Linked DNA regions of Sus scrofa: region 1 is linked to region 2. The links are chromatin contacts, called in public Hi-C maps. All regions are on one chromosome and are shown on one strand. The core of a region is the stretch at or near the end of the contact, and the rest is flanking DNA. Distances in the headings are between cores, read along the strand shown. Region 1 has its middle 58 kb from the start of MIR129B. Region 2 overlaps RBM28 (RNA-binding protein 28).

The links. A called contact is a pair of places that touch in the nucleus more often than the background predicts.
Region 1: a contact with region 2 is called in a Hi-C map of subcutaneous adipose tissue, with 3 times the contacts expected there. The contact joins two enhancer-like sites. A contact is called at or near these places in 1 of 5 promoter capture datasets (liver) and 18 of 47 Hi-C or Micro-C datasets (alveolar macrophages, embryonic fibroblasts, epiblast stem cells and 10 more).

Annotation. Positions count from the first base shown.
Region 1 is chr18:20,211,481-20,218,126 of Sscrofa11.1, reverse strand. No RefSeq gene overlaps it. Among named protein-coding and RNA genes, the nearest start is that of MIR129B, 58 kb to the right of the region's middle. Within about 2 kb of position 3,731, at least 7 of the 83 cell types and tissues checked have an H3K27ac peak or open chromatin away from gene starts, as enhancers often do. A contact at or near this core is called in retroperitoneal adipose tissue and subcutaneous adipose tissue, where this site is marked.
Region 2 is chr18:20,051,965-20,059,061 of Sscrofa11.1, reverse strand. It overlaps RBM28 (RNA-binding protein 28), which reads right to left. Exons shown (of 19, transcript XM_021078708.1): 11 at 4,827-4,900; 12 at 3,949-4,084; 13 at 2,901-2,965; 14 at 537-695. Among named protein-coding and RNA genes, the nearest start is that of TRNAE-UUC, 11 kb to the right of the region's middle. Within about 2 kb of position 3,406, at least 11 of the 83 cell types and tissues checked have an H3K27ac peak or open chromatin away from gene starts, as enhancers often do. A contact at or near this core is called in retroperitoneal adipose tissue and subcutaneous adipose tissue, where this site is marked.

The DNA.
Region 1 (6,646 bases), core at 2,482-4,981, 160 kb before region 2:
TTTTTAATCATAGGCATCTTAGTGGGTGTGAAGTGGTATCTCATCGTGTTTTGATTCTATTTCCCCAGTGACTAAGGATGTTGAGCTTCTTTTTATGTGTTTGTTGGCCATTTGTATATCTTCTTTTCAGAAATGTCTGTCTGACTCCTTTACCCATGTTATATTGGGTTGCCTTTTTGTTGTTGAATGGTAGTAAGAGTTTTTAATGCATTTTGTGTATTAGATCTTTTTCAGACTAATGATTTGCAAACATTTGCTTCCATTCTACAAGTCTTTTTCCTTTGATGCACCAAAGTTTTAATTTTGATGAAGGCCATTGTATCTATCTTTGTTGTTAATTGCTTGTATTTTTAGTGTCATAGCTAAGAAATCATTGCCAAACTCAGTCATGAAGATTTACCTTTATGTTTCCTTCCAAGGGTTTTATAGTTTCACCTCTTAACATTTAGTTCTTTGCTCATTATCAGTTAATTTTTGTATCTGGTATGAGATAAAGGTACATTTTTTTTTTTGGCTTGTAGATTTTTAGTTCTCCCAACACCATTTGCTGAAGAGATGGTTCTTGTCTTCCCATTGAATGGCCTTGGCACTCTTGTCAAAATCAATTGACCATTGACGTACGGATTTATTTCTGGACTCCCAATTCTATTCCATTGGTCTATATGTCTATCTTTATGCCAACACCAAGCTGTTTTGATTATTGTAGCTTTGTTCTAAGTTTTGAGACCAAAAGTCTGAATCTTCCAACATTTTTGTTCTTGTTCAAGATTGTTTGGCTTTTGGGGAGTCTCTTAGATGAATTTTAAGATTGACTTTCCCATTTCTTCTGAAAAAGGCCATTGGGATTTTGACAGCAATTTTATTAAATCTGAAGACCACTTGAGGAGTATGGTCATCTTAATAGTTGATATTAAGTCTTCCAACCCATGGATACGGATGTCTTTCCCTTTATTCAGGTCTGTGATTAGTCCATGCCAGACTTCCCTAGCCTTAGCCATTTCACACTCAGTCTTACGGGCAGCTTCTGCTTTCCCTCCACATAGACTGTCAAAGATCTTTTCTTTTTACTGCTTGAATTTTCACTTCACTTTTTCATTCTTTTTGAAATCCTACTAATTTTATTAGGAATTCATTTGCATTAAAAGATTTGGTCTGCTTAGAAAAAAAATTTAACTATACAAGAAGGGTTTGTAGGAGTTCCTGTTGAGGCACAGTGGAAACGAATCTGACTAGGAACTATCAGGTTGCGGGTTCGATCCCTGGCCTTGCTCAGTGGATTAAGGATCCGGTGTGGCTGTGAGCTGTGGTGTAGGTGGAAGACATGGCTCAGATCCTGCATTGCTGGGGCTGTGGTGTAGGCTGGCAGCTACAGCTCTGATTAGATCCCTAGCCTGGGAGCCTCCATATGCCACTGATGCAGCCCTAAAAAGACAAAAAGGCAAAAAAAAAAAAAAAAAAAAAAAAAAAAAGAGAGAGAGTAGGGGTTGTCAGTTATTACAGTTTAATGTGAACTTGTTGAACCTTCAAATCAATGTCTCCCGCCTTGAGGAAGAAGAGTTGGATTGATGGAGTGGGAAGGAAATGTGTTGGAGAACAGAGGGTCCCAGGTGGGCATTTGGGGTGAATAAGGATGCTGGCATGGCTGCCTCTCTCTCTTCCCTCTGAATGCTTCTCTCCCCTGGGCCAGAGCTTAAGTTAGTTCTGAAAGTCTATTCCTTTATAAGTCCTACAGACTTTTCAGGGTCATATGTAAAACTGTTCACATGGAGAAAATACACTCTGAATTCCAAAAAAGGACCAACCAACATATAAAGCAGTGGGAAGTCTCTCCTTATTACCACACTCATCACACTCCCGGATGTGGGAGGAAGGCTCCAGGGCTATAACTGCTGACTTTTCAACATCCCTCTACCTACCTCTCCTCCTGGGTGGGAGCTCTTCCCAGCCCAGGAGCAAGGAGGCGAGGCTGCCTCCCTTTGGGCTTCAGTTCATCTTTTTCTTCTCAGATGGAGCCGAATCCTGCAATTTAGGGTTGGTTATCAAGAAAGGTGACATTTTACTGCTTCATCTTTTTTTCCTGTCTTATTTTTCAGTTTCTTTAGGATGGAATCAAAGAAGAGAGGTGCTATTTATCAGACCCTCTCAACATCTTGTGAAGATTGCTGGTTTTCAGGGTCCCAGTCGACCCTGGAGCAGATTTACTAGTAAGGGAGTGGTAAAAAAAAAAAACAAAAAACAAACCCTTTTTTCCTGCTTCTTAAAAGTATGGCTCTTCAAGGACCCAGACATCACTAAAGTGAGTCGAAAATGTGTTCACATAATCATTTATTCATACACCTCATCAGTGGAAGATTGGCTGTTTCCACCTGTTCACACAGGAATTTTTATTATTTGCAAAGATCCCTTCTCTGGGCATTTCTGGACGCACCAAGGAGTGTCCTGAACTGATTACGAAATCAGTCTTCACCATCACTTGTCCTTGCTCTGAATCCAGCCGCAGCCCTCCCCGGCGGCTGCCTTTGCTGCTTCTCTCTCAGCCAGACAAGCGGCCCCATCCCCACTGTCCCTGCTGGTGGCACCAGGGTTCTGTGGCTGCTGGCTTGACCGCTGTGCAGAGCAGCCTCTGGGCTGAGCTGCCGCAGCTGGTGCTAGGGACCCCCTACTCCCACCCTACAGAGACCCAGGGAGGCTCTCTGGGTGAGAGGAGATGGCTCCTTCCGGGGTACATTGAGTCAGGTCAAGGTGGCTTGGGTTTTGAGGAGTTAGAGTCAGTGAACAATTCATCCCAAAGCCCCAGGCCTCTCCAGGGTACAGTCACCCTCCCAGGACGGATAAAGCAAGGTAAATTCTAGGACCTGCTGCCACATGGCTCCCTCCTGGTGCTATCAGCCATGGCTGATCTGGCTGGCTGGGTGAAACCCCCTTCTCTCTTAGAGAGACCTGTGTAAGGGCCCCCTGGTGATCTCTGCTTATGGCATCTCATCCAGCACCCCCTCCACCGAGCCCGTAGATGGTGGCAGTGCTTCGTAGTCCCCGGCCCCCATTGCACACAGGTCAGGGTAATTTGCTTTAGAAGGTGTCTCAGCCCTCAAGTAAATGTGGCAGCAAACAGATGCTGGGGGTGAGGTGGGAAATGCCTACCAAGGGGGTCCTCCTAACCAGAGCTTTGCCAGCTTCCCTGATTATCCTCAGTGTGAGTCTTAAAAGGCAGATGAGAGAGAATATGGATGAGAAAGTGGGTCCCTCAAAGCAGGAGCCTCATTTGGGGCTCGTGTTTGCAAAAGCCCCCATCTTCAGAGGCGACACATGCTTCTTCTGGAACCTCCTCAAGTCAAGAGTGGACAGTGAGATGTCTCTTCTGGCATGAGGGGTCTGGGTGGGCCATGCACCATAGGGCCTCTGTTTCCACCTCCCTGCCTGCAGCGACTGGAGCCCAGGAGGGTGGGCTGGAAGCTGAGTTTGAAGGAGGAAGAGGGTCCATTCATAGCAGCTATGGGGTGTGCCACCGCTTTCCCGGGTGGGCTGAGGCGACAAGGCATTTGGAGCGTAGGGAGGAACCTTGGAGAACCCAAGGGGCCGGCGGATTGGGCCACGCTGTCGCCCCCAGCCCTCCCCTGGCTTAGACGGAGCCTCACTCTGCCCCTAATGAGCTGCCCTAGGTCCCAGGTCTTTGGGGCCCCGGCGGCCCCGCGCAGGGCCCCGAGGATCCACGAGGGGGCGCGCGAGCCCAGTGTCTGTGAGCGGCGGGCGGGGAGGCGGCGAGAGGCCTGCAGAGTCGACCCTATTCCGGTCCGGCCCGGCCCCGTGAGTCCGTGCCAACCACGCGCCTCGGGAGGATGGGCTTTACCTCGGGAGCACAGCAGGCCCTTAACAAGTTTGTGTTGAGTGAATGAGCCATAAACCCAATTACACTGAGAATTGCGAGCTTTAACTTGCTCTATCCTACTTACTCCGTCCCCAGACATTCCCGCCTTAAAAGAAGCCCGCTGCAAGGGGGCAGTGCCAGCCTAGACGGCCTTATGCAGTCAATTTGGGGAAGAAATGACTGAAGAGGTGAAGTGAGATGGGATGGCGGGGTGGGAGTGGGGATGGCGGGGGGTGGGGTGGGGTGGGGGTGGGGCCTGGGAGCAGCTTTCCCACCAGCCCCGTGTTACCTGTTTCTGCTAAAAGGCCAACTAGGAGGGACCCAGACCCTACGGAATATCGGAATGCCCTGGCTTCCTGGCAGTGTTTCAGGTGAAGGACCGCAAGCCAGGGCCAGAGGCAAAGTGAGTTGGCGCCAGGGCGGGGCAGTTTTTCAAGCCTTCCAGGGACTCTCCTTCCCTGGACACACCTTGCGTTACTCAGGGTGGGCCTTTTCTGGCTGCTCATCCCTCTGTGGGGTCTTGGGCATCACTTCTTCGGGAGAGTCCTTTTTTTTTTTTTTAATTTTTTTAAATGATTTTTTTTTCCATTATAGCTGGTTTTGTCAATTTTCTGCTATGCTTCGGGAGAGTCCTTAACCAGCTCTCCCTGATGCCCAGTCTGGGGTAGGGCCCCTCTTCTGCTGCGATGACAGTGCAGGGTGGGGAGTCCTACAGAGCCAGGTTCAAATCCTTGTTAACGGCTGGGTTATTTGGAGCAAGTTGCTACACAGAGAAATGGGACCTGCCGCAAGAGTAGCCGTGAGATGCTCTAGGACCTTCGAGCAGAAACTGGCACATCTCCACCCACGTCAGCTGGGGCTGCTATGGTACCTTTTCTTTGTAGCAGGGTAGGTCACTGTCTTGTCACCAGTGGGTGTAAGCCCTTCAGGGGCAGAGGTCGTTTTACTCATGGGGAGCAGTGCCCTGCACCCAGTGTGCCAGGTTCAGCATATGCTTACTGGGGACCACCTGCATATGTCCTACCTGGGACTAGGCTGACCTGAGCAAGACCTCTCACAGCTCCTGCCCTGTCCCCTCCCCCAGAGGCTCTCCGTGTCCCTGCTGAGGTCCTAGAATGACCCCTTGCTTCTCCCCCTCTCTGCCCCGAGCCAGCTGCACAGCCTACAGTCCAGCAGCTCCTCTGTGTGCCCAGCCTTGCTGGCAGCTCCTGGTCTGCACTTGCACATGATCCCAGGAGGGGACCCACACCCAGGAGGGCTGTTCCCTCGCAACCTGCCTCACCTTACCCAGGCTCCACTGCTGGCCCTTTTCTCCACTTCAGCATGAATCCTTTGGAGGACCTGGTTCTCTGCTCCCTGCACATTCTGAAGTGCTCCTGGCTCTTGGTTGAAGCCTAAACATTGGTATTGCCAGAGGTTTAGCTGCAGTGGGAGAAGGCTGCAGGATGGGGTGGGGTGAGCCCTGAGCCGGGCCCAGAATGGATGCTGCTTTCCAGCGCCCTTGCAGCCTGGCTCGAGCCTGCCTCCTAGGAACGTGATGCTCTCTGCTCAGATGAAACCCCACCTCTGCAATTATTTGCAGAGGAACCCCCCATCCTCCTTATTTTTTTTGTAGCACCTGACGTATTACAGATTTGTTTATTGTCTGTTCTTCGCCGTTGATATTTAAGCCCCACAAAGGCAGGGGGAATGACTTGTCAGAAGATTTAGTTCTGGGCTGGAGGTTCCAGGGGTGTCAGGAAGAGACTATAACAATAAAAAAATGCCAAAGAGAGAAAGGGAGAATAAGCAAACCATGGCAACTTCTCACGAAAATTATAACACATATGAGGAATTCTAAATGCTAAGAAAGACAACAAAATCAAGACAAAGTCACCACAGATGGCATTAATTTGTAGAATAGTTTGAAAAAATAGATTTTTTTTTTTTTTTGCTGTTTTAGGGACGCACCTGCAGCATATGGAAGTTCCCGGGCTAGGGGTTGAATCGGAGCTGCAGCTGCTGGCCTATACCACAGCCACAGCGACGCCAGACCTGAGCTGCATCTACGACCTACACCACAACTCATGGCAATGCTGGATCCTTAACGCACTGAGTGAGGCCAGGGATTGAACCCGCATCCTCATGGATCCTAGTCAGGTTCTTTAACTGCTGAGCCACAAAGGGAACTCCCAGAAAAAATTTTATTTTATTTTATTTTATTTATTTATTTGTTTTGTCTTTTTGCTGTTTTCTTTGGGCCGCTCTCGAGGCATATGGAGGTTCCCAGGCTAGGGGTCGAATCGGAGCTGTAGCTGCCAGCCTACGCCACAGCAACTCGGGATCCGAGCCGCGTCTCCAGCTCACGCAATGCTGGATCCTTAACCCACTGAGCAAGGGCAGGGACCGAACCTGCAACCTCATGGTTCTTAGTCGGATTCGTTAACCACTGCGCCATGACGGGAACTCCCCAGAACAAATTTTAAAATAAATGCATTGAAGGGGCTCAAGGAGATGACTGAAAGAATAACTTGTATTAAATAAAAAAATTTTTTTTAAAGAACAAGACATTATAATGGGGGAAAATGAACCAAGAAATAGACATCTTGGAAATGAGAAAAAAAAATTAGCCATCAAAAAATGCGAAGTTTTTTTGGTTTGTTGTTGCCACACCTGCAGCATGCAGAAATTCCTGGGCCAGAGCCACAGCAGTGACGACACCAAATCCTGAATGGCTAGGCCAGCAGGGAACTCTGAATTCTCTGCTACATGAATTTCCTCAAATAAATTTTTGATATTGCT
Region 2 (7,097 bases), core at 2,157-4,656:
GGCCAAAAGAAAAATAAAAAAGAAAACTGGGAGTTCCCGTCGTGGCGCAGTGGTTAACGAATCCGACTAGGAACCATGAGGTTGCGGGTTCGATCCCTGCCCTTGCTCAGTGGGTTAACGATCCGGCGTTGCCGTGAGCTGTGGTGTAGGTTGCAGACGCGGCTCGGATCCCGCGTTGCTGTGGCTCTGGCGTAGGCCGGTGGCTACAGCTCCGATTCAACCCCTAGCCTGGGAACCTCCATATGCCGCGGGAGTGGCCCAAGAAATAGCAACAATAACAACAACAACAACAAAGACAAAAAAAAAAAAGAAAAGAAAACTGGCGAACTCAGCTTGTCTGCTGACAATGTGTCCAAAAGAAAATCTGTTGATCTGCTAGCAGCATAGCCTGAACTACACTTGCTCTGACCCAGGATGAGAACGGAAGTTCCGAGGCATAGTAATTGAGACATAGTTTTCTCTCTTTTTAAAAAATTTTATAATGATTTTTATAAAATTTAACAAAATTTTATAATGATTTTTAAAAAATTTCTCACCTCCTTGATGCGCACTCCCTTCTCCCCTCTTGTGGAACTCAGCAGCAGCTTTCTGAGCTGCTTGTCATCCACGGCCTTTGGGAGATTATGCAGGCACAGCCTGGTCCGGGAGACAAAGATATTCTGGTCCTTGAGTTTCTGATGCTTCAGCAGCTCAAACTGAAAGAACAATCAATTGTTAAATACATTACAATCCAATCCCTTTACAAATAAAAGCTCATAATTCCAACAGCAAAGAATCATAACCTATCCAATAACATATAGGAGAAAGGAGGGAAATCAACCCCTCTGCTGCTTTCTGATGCCCAGTACAGGGAAAGAAAGGTTCATGGAGCCAAGACGGTGGGCAAGTGATTAGATAGACCATGGGCTCTGGAGTCAGACTGAATTAGAAATTCAACCCTAACTGGAGAAGTCACATGAAACCATTTAAGCCTCAATAACTTCACCCGCAGAGCAGAACTATAGATCAAAATATAGTATCAATCTCTGAGTGAGGCCAAAATGAGGTAATATGCACAAAATCCCAATTTCAAACTTGGCCCAGAGCAAATAACAAAAAATATTGTGGTTAACATCTATGTCAAGCCCTTACCTACCCACCAACTCTTAACTAATTGTTTAGTCCTTCCAAAAGAAAATGGAATTTATTTAAATACTTGAAAGAATGTTGCCTTGTCTCAACTCTGCCACCTTTAGGCAAAAAAAGTCAATGGCCATAGCAACAAATTCTGCTTGTTAGAGGCTCAACTATGCTACACAAAGCACAAGTCCCAGGCAATCTGTCTCTAAAGTGAAAGGATGACTTTCTTCTCCTGACTTGTTTGTTAAAATTAGATCAGTAGAGAAAAGTTTTAAATTTTTTCTCTTATCAAGTCTTATTCCTGCTGCTTCATGTTTGGTGAAGGTCCTAAAAAAATCACAAAAATAAACACTCTGGAAACAAGTATTTTACGGGACTTTTTTTTTTTTTTAAAGGCCGAGCCCACAGCGTACAGAAGTTCCTGGGCCGGGGACTGAATCTGAGCCACAGCTCAACGTACGCCACAGCTGTGGCAATGCCGGATCCTTTAACCCACTGAGCTGGGCCAGGGACTGAACCTATGCCGATGCAACCACTCAAGTTGCTGCGGTCAGATTCTTAACGTGCTTCGCCACGGCAGGAACGCTCTTAAAGGGCTAAATGAAGAGGCTATCACCCCTAAACTCAACAGCGTGACTTTTCTCTCAGGAAAGGCTGTGCCTACTGGGATTTAAAAGGTATACAGTGAGTTTTTTGCTAGAAAAATCCATTTTAAGGGAAAATTAAATGTGTCACCATCACATTGTGGTCAGAAAAGGGGATACAATGCCCCCCAAAATCATATTCCCAGATGCTCACTCCAAAAAAATTCAAGAACACTATCTAGAAACTACCCAGTAAAGACATGCTGCCCTTGCTGTCACTATAGTCTCATCTCTGTCCACCGTCTTCTGCACTTTCAGGTTATATAGCTAATCCTGTCAATGACTATGAATCTTTACCACTCTAGACTGGCTTAGCTTTTTAAATATAAGCTATAAAGGCAAAAGTAAAAATTCCTGGAATAGACATTACCAAGCAGCAAAGGATCTCAATAGTATCAGTTATCAGTGGAAATGCCACAATATAGTTTTCCTAAAATGATTTTATAATCTGGAGATACCACACTGCCCCCCCCAAAAAAATCAGGCATCTTCACTCTCTCAAGACCCGTATCTACACAGAATTAGCTCATTTCCTAACTCTAGCCCATTCTGATATTCTTTATATTATTCTGCATTTATATTGATACCTAATTACATACAGCTCAAGTTTCCCATGATCTAGAAGCAGACTATTTAGCAAACATTTACTACTGAGTGTAAGGAAAATAATCACATGTAATGCTGCCATATTATGTACAATGCTAGGCTACTTGCTGTTTTAGCTGGGTGCTTAATCTCTTTTTTCTTTTTTTGTCTTTTTGAGGACTGCACCTGTGGCATATGGAGGTTCCCAGGCTAGGGGTCTAACTGGAGCTGTAGCCGATGGTCTACGCCAGAGCCACAGCAACGCAGGATCTGAGCCACCTCTGTGACCTACACCACAGCTCACGGCAACCGGATCCTTAACCCACTGAGCAAGGGCAGGGATCGAACCCGCAACCTCATGGTTCCTAGTCGGATTCATTCCTGCTGCGCCACGACGGGAACTGCTGGGTGCTTATTTTCTAACAATAGTGTAGGGAGCACCTCTGACCGATACCTGGCTCTTTGATGAGCACTTCCTACATTCAGTTATTCTCATTGATTGATTTATATGAAGTCACGCAGAACCTAAAGGCTGGTGCCTAATCTACTCACTCGTTCTCTTTTGGCCATATCAGCAGCACTCACACCCTCTGCAGCCTTCGTCCCAGCACGAATCACTGCAGAAAGAGGGAAAAAGGCCAAGACATCAGCAAGGGACTTTTCACTGAGCAATAAGAGGAATGTGATTTGAATGATGCAAGCTCTTTGTACAGGGCCCAGAGGACTATGCTGGCCAGGACATAGTGGCATCTGGGTAGGGCCAGAAATAGGCTACAGGGCTAAGTTCTTGTCTGTGAGTTGCTCTCAAGGACTAAAACTCTGAACATTTTGTGATTTTGTTCCTCTTTCCTCTCCTTCCCCTCAAAAAATTTCATGAATATGCCTAGGCGGAAAGGACTAGAGGAAGTTCTGGAAATGAGTGCAGTTCAGGCATTTGGAATGCAAAACATGTTCTACCTATAAGCCATCCTTGGAATTTCACTGCTCATGTATTTGGCAGCCATTCTCAGTGGTGAGATAAGCGAACCTAGAAAACGGCCACATCGCAACACTGGGCCTAGTCTCAAAGGCCAACAGCCTCCCACTTCCTAGTCCAGGCTGTGCAGCTGTGCAGCAGATGGCACTACTGTGTGACCAAGAGGAAGGAATTCTTCTCTTTTCTTAAAGCTAATTTCTGATTATCTTTCTGACATGAAGGGAAAGGTATTCATTGCATAATTAAAATCCATGAATAATCCAAAAGAGTAATTTTAGTCTTAATTTTCAACTCCCTCACAAAAGCTATCAGAAATGATGACAAGAGGCAAAGGTAATCTGAGTTCTTCTTCCCTCTTTGCCCTGCTAATCCTCTGATGGAAAGGTCCAAAGGCAAGCAGGCAGAAAGAAGAACAGGACTGGGCCATCCCCAAACTGGGTGAAGGCTTCCTAAGAGAAAGCCCCATCTGCTAAAGTGGAATTACAATATATCACTGTTAAAGAGGCCATAGGGTTTTTATTTTTAGCTGGAAACATGCCCCAAACGTACTGTTGCTGGGGTCACTGTCACAGCAAGGGGCCAGCTACTCAGAAGCCTGGTTCATGTCTCCCTGCCACTACTCACAGCCTTCTCGGGCCAGATAGAGGTTCCGAGTTCCCGTCGGCTTCTTCACCTTCTTTGTCCGGAGCTTTGCAGCCTCATCACGGGTCACTGCCAAGTCAACCTTGAGCTGACGGCCATCCAGTTTGAGCCCACCACCCTGTAAGATTGCAACCTTCCTCTTAAAACCCACAATGAGTAACAAGGAACACCAAGGAAAGGGAAAACAGCAAACCCCAATTATGCTGTGGAACCCAAACCCCAAGATGTTTTAGCCCAGCTGGCTGCAAGGGATCACTGAGCCTAATGGTATAGAGTTCAGCTGTGCGAAGGCCACGTGTTCGTTTATTTTAAAATGAACAAAGTAGGCCTAAATTGAGGGAAATGATCTATAAACAGGCGAATTTTTGGTAGTCTAAAGAAAACTAATGAAATGGTAGTGTTTACTCAGGAGAATTTAAGAGACCATGGCAATACAGGGTAGCTTAAATTATACCTGGTTAAAGAATAGACAGAAAAATTCTCCATCATTTACACACTTTCTCAAACATTTGCTCCACTTCACAGATGGACTTAACCCCTCCTTGTCCCAGTCTTTCATGTCATCAGCCGAGGGTAGAGACTGAGATACACAGAGTGATCCATAAATAATTATTATATCTGCTTCCTACCAAAAACCAGGGACAGTGATTGTACTCAACATACACCCATGGGGCTAATGTGAGGATTAAACAAGGTAATGTGTGTAAACATCAGTGCCTAACACACTAAGGGCTCAAAAAGTGTTAGCTTTATTATTATTACATCATTGACAATAGTAACAAAAGCTTTGTGTAAACCTCAGATGTTCCCCCGGAGCCACAGTTGCCTAAGTTACAGGGTAAAGGAAATGTCTTCCTTACCTCAGTCTCTGGAGAAGCAGCTTCAAGGCACTTCTGAGCTGCTTCTTGAGTCATAAATTGGGCAAATGCACAACCTGCACAGACAGACAAAACTAAGTGAGATCCCAAACTCCCATGGCCCACCAGGAAGCCCAGTGGCACCCTGACACAATGTGGATGGGACAGTAACATCTTTTTGTTAATTACTATGAGATTTAACTAATACACACTGGGTCAGGCAGTGTAAATTCAAAGGCAGGTAAGACAGCACACTTGCTCACAATGAAAGAGTATTATTCCTTCGTTTTTTCCAATGCTCCTTAAAACTTTAGTCTCACCATCTCACTCTTTAATAACAAATATCCACAAGAGGAGTTCCCACTGTGGTGCAACGAGATTGGCAGCATCTCTGCAGCACCAGAACACAGTTTTGACCCCTGCTCTGGCACAGTGGTTTAAAGGATTCAGCATTGCTGCAGCTGTGGCATTGGTCACAACTATGGCTCAGATTTGACCCTTGGCCCAGGAACTCTATATGCCGTGGAGTAGCCCAAAAGGGGGTGTTAAAAAAAGGAATATCCACGTGAAATACTAGAGAAATTCCAGCCTAACATTTAATTCAGCATCATTTACTATATGCCTGTTAGAGGACTAAAAAAGCAAGGCCGCAAGCACTTAACCCTAAAATTAATTACAGATCTCACTGTCATCACAGTCACTGGGGAGGCATCAGATAAGGACAGAGATGCCTCTTGGAGTAAAAGTCTCTGGCCTGTATCTCATGAATACAGTAGTGACCAGAAAGCCATGAGCTCAACTCTTGACTCACGTTGTAGAATTTCCACAAGCACAACTTTCATTGGTTAGAAGCAGGGCCATTCAACCCAGCCTAATTTTCTGCTATTGATAAAAAAAAAACCAGCTTTTATAAGAGTTCCCTGATGGCCTAGAGGTTAAGGATTTGGCAATCTGCTGTAGCTAGGGTTCAGACCCTGGCCTGGGAACATCTCCATACTGCAGATATGCCCCCAAAAATGACTCAAAAAAAAAACAAAAAACAAAAAACAGGGTTTTTGGGGTTGGTTTTTGTTTTGTTTTATTTTGTTTTTGCATTTTAGGGTCACACCTGCAGCATACAGAACTTCCCAGGCTAGGGGTTGAGAATTAGAGCTGTAGCTGCCAGCCACAGCCACAGCCACAGCAAGGTGGGATTAGAGCTGCATCGGTGACCTACACCACAGCTCAAGGCAATGCTGGATCCTTAACTCACTGAGCAAGGACAGGGATTGAACCAGCTTCTTCATGGAATACTAGTCAGTTTCATAACCCACTGAGCCACAAGGGGAACTCCAAAAAACCCCAACTTTTATAAGCAAAGGGGAAAAAAAAGTTCACACCTTACAGTAAACTCCAAAAAAAGAAATATTAGGTTTCATAATATTTTGTTAGTATTCCTTTAAACTTTAAATATTCCCTCATATATGAAAACAATGCCCTATTTCCTAGACCTACTGAGGCACTGATCTTTGAGAACAAATGGCAACAGACTAACTGGAAGGACATGTGTCAGGCCAACCCAAGGTCACCATCTAGTGAGGTTATCCAGGCACAACCAAGTGCCCCATCTGCCAATCCTCCACTCTCATCTCCACTACAGTACTGCTCAGGTGGCAACTTCCCCCAAATACCTGAATGCCTCAGGAATAAGGGCCATGTTTCTTGGCTGTCTATATCCACAGCACCTACCCTAACATTCAGCATTAGTAGATACTCAATAGGAAAAAACAAATAATAAAGAAACAAGGGGGGAAATGTTTCTAAGGGGCAGATTAGTCTATTTGGCCAATATGAGGAAAACAGGTATTTCTCTCTGAACGGTTAGGAATTTTATCATTGGGAATTCCTGCTGTGGCTCAGTGGTAATGAATCCAACTAGTATCCCTGAGGACTCAGGTTTGACCCCTGGCCTTGCACAGTGAGTTAAGGATCCAGAGTTGCCATAAGCTATGGGTACATGGCAGAGGGAGCTCAGATCTGGCGTTGCTGTGGCTGTGATAGAGGCCAGCAGCTGCAGCTCCAATTCGACCCCTAGCCTGGGAACTTCCGTATGCCTCGGGTACAGCCCTAAAAAAAAAAAAGACAAATTAAAAAAAGAATTTTATCATTGGAATTTCCAGGGTAACTACTGGGTTCAATCTTAACACTTCCCTTAAGTCTTCAGGTAATACCTAACCTTTCTAGGCAGTCAAATAGCATGCTGACAGGATGAAGTGTAGGTAGAGGCCAAGGTTA